Regions from separate parts of the Sus scrofa genome. Here region 1 is linked to region 2. The links are chromatin contacts, called in public Hi-C maps. All regions are on one chromosome and are shown on one strand. The core of a region is the stretch at or near the end of the contact, and the rest is flanking DNA. Distances in the headings are between cores, read along the strand shown.

Region 1 (2,700 bases), core at 167-2,666, 39 kb after region 2:
TATTTTTTTCCATTATAGCTGGTTTGCAGTGTTCTGTCAATTTTCTACTGTGCAGTATGGTGACCCAGTTACACATACATGTATACATTCTTTTTTCTCATATTACCATGCTCCTTCATAAGTGACCAGACATAGTTTCCAGTGCTACACAGCAGAATCTCATTGCTAATCCATTCCAAAGGCAACAGTCTGCATCTATTATCCCCAAGCACCCCATGCATCCCACCCCCTCCCCCTCCCCCTTGGCAACCACAAGTCTGTTCTCCAAGTCCATGATTTTCTTTTCTGTGGAAAGGTTCATTTGTGCTGTATATTAGATTTCAGATATATGTGATATCATATGGTATTTGTCTTTCTCTTTCTGACTGAGTTCACTCAGTATGAGAGTCTCTAGTTCCATCCATGTTGCTGAAAATGGCATTATTTTGTTTCTAACTTAAATATCTTCTCTCTAAAAAGCATCCTAGGAGTTCTTCAGTCAGAATGCCCTCCCTCTGATCTAGAATATCCCAGATGGTCTGACTTGCCTGTATCTTTTCCCCCTATAGACTGTGATTTTACTTTTATGCATAATCATTGTAGCTAGTATTTATTAAAGGCTGTCCTGTTTGTCAGGATCCCTGATATATGTTCTAAAGTATTATCTCATTTGTTCATCAAACAACCCTTTCAGGGGTCCTACTATTCATCCTCACTTTACAGAGAGGGAAACTATGGCCAAGGACAGTTGAATAAGCCCAAGTTCACACAGCTGGTAAGGATAGGGTCTGCTCAAATCCAAAGCCATGCCATAACCACTGTCCCATACAGCCTCTTGGTTCAAGTAGAGGCCACCTCTTATCCATGATTGTCACACCACTGTACCCACCCGAGTATCTAGGATAGAGAGGTTCTCAGTCAGTGCTGACTGATACTGAGTGGAACAGAAGTGCCAGAAACGTTTAGTACCTTTGCTGTCACTGATTGGTATCTGATGTCTCTATGGTGAGAAGAGAGTGCTGGAGCAAACATCTGCCTCAGGCTTGTAGCTCTCTCTCCATGTTATTTGTGTTGCTTTCTGACTTCTCCTCCTTCCTCACTGAATCATGTGGATTAGAAATTGGAGCTTAGTTCACACAAAGGGAAAAGAGAACTCTGAACACTCTGTGTGGAACTAAGAGAAGTATGGCATCCAGGAAAAAGATAAATATAAATATTTATATATATATGGAAATATTTAACCTAATTAAGTCAATATGTAACCTGAAATCATCATATTGCCAAAAAAGTCTATGAGTGCTGATTCAGTGCCCTTTCTTCCTGATTTGACTTGGTCTGAGAATACGCTGGTGGGTGTGGCTTAAAGATCCCAGATCACATGTGTGGAACTAGGTGTTACTCAAGCAAATAAAAATCTGCTCAATATATCTGCTGTACGTACTTGAGCAGAGGAGAATCTGCAAGAATTCACATCTCCTGGCCTGCAGAGAAAGCAGAAACATGAGCACAGCAGGAAAAGTAAGGGAAAATTTTTTTTTTTTACTTTTGGAATTATATTCTAATTCATATAATACACAAAGAGCTATAGAATGTAGTGAATAATTTAAAATGCATATACAAGTGAGAAGCAATATATACTGAAATACAGCATAGAATATATGCTTCAATGTATGCATATTAAACTACAGTTGAAGTGAATTATTCTTAAATGTCTTTAACAAATATGTATAGAATCTATACCTATTAAAGTCTATATTAAATAAATGTGCAGTAGTTATAAACGATCATGAGTAATTTGCAAATCTAAAATTAAAATGAAATGTTTTTAATCAAGAAGTTATCTTTATATTAAGAAAGTTTTCTTTATAGTAAGAAACCATAATTTAAATGTGCTATTCTTTGTAATCATATTCTTTTTATGAATACAGGAAAGTTAAGTGTGACAAAAGTTTCACTGCTCTCAAAGCATTAGAATGATTAAGACTAAGCAAACTAACATCAATATGCAAATTCTGCTTTAAAAGGCACAATTCAAGAAATTGCCATAGAAATCCTATAGAATATCTTTCCCATAATAAAGTCAATGTGATTTTACAAAACAAAATTAATACTGATACAGTTTGAATCACTTATTAGCACTGGGAACAGAAATATCTGGTTCTAAGTCTTCCACAGATTCATATTTATTTGTTCACTGTGCTTACACATGCAAAGAAATGCATGTAGTTATTAAATACAATACAATTTTAAGACTTTTGCTTACTGACAAAAGTCTGTGTAACTGTTTCCAGTAGGTTTTGCTGTGTTAGGAGTGAATTGTACAATATAATATCTTGCTACAATAACTATTGAAAGCTTCTGAGTTTCTACACACAACATGACACTACAGGCTTATATCAAAAAGACTGACTGGAAATCACAGGGGTAACCAATTGTCAGTGTTCTTATTCTGACTATTTTCATTCATTGCCGATTAGCATTGCAATGGCCTATTACATTCCAAATGAAGAATAGACAGGAAAAAGAAAAATTAAACTTGCTGAAACCCAGCTTAAAAGAAATAATGAGGAATTCCCATCATGGCTCAGTGGTTAACTAATCCAACTAGGAACCATGAGGTTGCGGGTTCGATCCCTGGCCTCGCTCAGTGGGTTAAGGATCCAGCGTTGCCGTGAGCTGTGGTGTAGGTCGCAGACGCAGCTTGGATCTGGCGCTGCTGTG
Region 2 (2,835 bases), core at 38-2,537:
TTCCTCACAAGTCTCTCCATCTATCTCCAGCTGCTGGCAGAGAGGTAACAAGAACAGAGGGACAATAGTGTTTCTTAAATAAATGCATATTTGAAAGGTTCTTGATGCCATGAGGACTGGTTTCCTCCACAGTATATAGAAAGATGCTGGAGATGGCAGTGTTTAGCCAGGCCAAAGAGATATGAGCAAGTTCACAGTTAAAATAGGAGAGGAAATTGGAAATCATTGCTCCTTTCTCCGTGTGCCTTGTGATACTTTTTCAGCTGCCTTGTTCACTTCTCTCTTGCAGCAGAGTTGAGGAAATTGAAGCAATAGCTGAACATTTTGTGCTCGATGAAGACAAAATGAAACGCTAGACTGACTGTGCAATTTGTATAAAGCACATTTACCACGCCCAACCTAGGAACTGCTTCAGGAATAAGAGAACGTACAGAAAATGACCTGTTAATCAGCATGTAAATACTTGTCTACAAATCATTTCATAAACTGAAGAAGTTATTGGGGAAAATGCTTATCTCCCCGCTATGACTCCAACTCTTTCTTTTATATTTTATTTACATTTACCAGTTATTCATCCCACTGAATTGATCCCATTCTCACATTTTATGTTCTTCCATTTTTCCCCCAGCCCAACAATCTCTCACCTGTAATAGATTCTCAATGAATATATGTAGATTGAAATAATAGTTTAGTTCAGTGATCTCTAAGTGTTTACACTGGTGGCTGCTATAATTTTCATTTTATATTCTGTTCTTTGTTCCATTTGTTGGTGAACTTAAACCCAATTAAACCAGAAACCCTAGAATTTCATCACAGTCACACTCACACTGAATGGTCATTGCTCATTGACTTCTCTGGTGAACAACTTGGGGGCAGGACCTATGTCAGTCAGGATCCTATAGACTTAATCAAATGGCAGGAAACAGAAGACTCCCTCAAATCAGAGTTTAATTGAAGAACATTTAATAGGGGTTTTCCCAGAGATGTAGGCAGGCTGAGTCACTCAAAATTGGATGACAGAGTGTCCAAGGTCTTATTAGTGTGGGAAGCTGTTATCACATCTTGGCTAAAAGGCAAGAATTACCAGAATCTAGAAAGAGCTAGAACCATAGAAGAGGGGCTGCCTCACAGGAGGCAACAGTACCTGCCAAACTAGGGTGAGTCATGAGGAAGTCAGGAGATAAACAGCTCAACTCTCCTCCTGCCCCTGATCTTCTGCCAGTGATAGTGACTTCTTTGACTTGAACCAGAGAGATTCCAGAGGCCAGGGAGAGTTATTGTTCCTGCTGTTGGGATCAGCCTCCTGAGGACACAGAGCAGGGCAAAGACTGATCTCAAGGTCAAGCACAGGACCTTGGCCTTACTCTTCTTTTTCTCCCAAGCACCTAGCACAGGACTTGTCACCTAGGTCCCAATAGATATTTCGAAAATAAATTATGATGGGAGGGGGAGGGAGTGGGAGGAATCGGGAGCTTGGGCTTATCAGACACAACTTAGAATAGATTTACAAGGAGATCCTGCTGAATAGCATTGAGAACTTTGTCTAAATACTCATGTTGCAACAGAAGAAAGGGTGGGGGAAAAATGTAATTGTAATGTATACATGTAAGGATAACCTGACCCCCTTGCTGTACAGTGGGAAAACAAAAAAAAATTATAAAAAAAAATAAATTATTCCCTTTGAAGTATTTAGAGGTGATGCATGCTAATCCAATAGTGACTGAGAATTGCTGCTGGAATTATTTACCACCAAACACTGGTTGATCTGATCATAGGTCTCCTTCCTAGTTTTAGTGTTTCTTTAATGATTCACAATCTGTTCTGCCTTTCATTATTATAACCCCCTCATGAACGTTAGGTTTTTAAGACAGTTTGTCTACCAAACATAATTTTAAAGCAATTATTACTAATCAAAACCACATATTGTCACCCAGCTTCTCATCAGCATAAAATATCTAATGTCACCACACTACGTATATACAGCCCAACCAAAAGAAAAGCAATCTGACCTCTTAGTTCACCTCTACAGTCTTGTTAAGAAAAGACACATGCTTGTTTAATACCCTAACTAGCTCTGCATCCCTGTTACTCCCTTCTCAAAGCTTCAGGACCCTCTAAGATCAAGAACCAATAGATTGTCTTGAAATTTGATAAACTGGTGTTCTGTGGAGGAATTAAAGCCAACAGGAAATTTGCAGTGGACTTTGTGACCACCACCCTCTGCTTTTAAACATGAATACATTATATAGTTATACATTAATTTACTTTGGGGGGCTATAGAATAATGTACTGCTTAAAAGGAGATTTGAGTCTTAAAGAGGAAAAGTACTAAGGCAAAAAAAATCCATTTTCCCTGCCGTGTTAACCCGCTAAACTATGAAACACATTTGGGTCTCTAAATAGGGCATCTGCTTCCATAGCTTCTCCAATCAGTCCCACCATTTGATGTGCAGTTGGAACTGTCTTCTTATTTAACACTTTCCCTGTTTATGAAATGAGAATTTAAAAAATCTTGCTCTTTATGAACCACGGTTAGAATTCCACATACTTTTTATGGTACTACTTTGAGTATCAACCTCAGGATAATTCTCTTGCAGAAGACACGTTTCAGATTCTGGGAAAATATAAAGACCACATTCAGTTATTAGAGTTGTAGAGCTATTGCAGGCTCAAGGTTCAGTAACAGTCTGAGTCTACAGCCTGTTTCAGATTTAGCATTGGCTGGCTTCTCTCTTGAACTTTGCATCCACAACCCAGTATTTGGAAGAATCAAGGACATAGGTATTTTCATCATTAACAATTAACTTTAAAGACTTTGTACGCACTTTTTCAAGA

The links. A called contact is a pair of places that touch in the nucleus more often than the background predicts.
Region 1: a Hi-C map of liver shows a contact between it and region 2, with 8 times the contacts expected there. The contact joins the promoter of ADH1C here to the enhancer-like site in region 2. A contact is called at or near these places in 1 of 5 promoter capture datasets (liver) and 8 of 47 Hi-C or Micro-C datasets (epiblast stem cells, heart right ventricle, liver and 1 more).

Annotation. Positions count from the first base shown.
Region 1 is chr8:121,088,003-121,090,702 of Sscrofa11.1, forward strand. It overlaps ADH1C (alcohol dehydrogenase 1C (class I), gamma polypeptide), which reads left to right and starts at 1,417. Exons shown (of 9, transcript NM_001243939.1): 1 at 1,417-1,497. The coding sequence starts at 1,480. The region is part of intron 4 of C8H4orf17; the gene reads right to left.
Region 2 is chr8:121,049,209-121,052,043 of Sscrofa11.1, forward strand. All of the region lies in intron 4 of C8H4orf17, which reads right to left. Among named protein-coding and RNA genes, the nearest start is that of ADH1C, 39 kb to the right of the region's middle. Within about 2 kb of position 1,288, at least 15 of the 83 cell types and tissues checked have an H3K27ac peak or open chromatin away from gene starts, as enhancers often do. A contact at or near this core is called in liver, where this site is marked.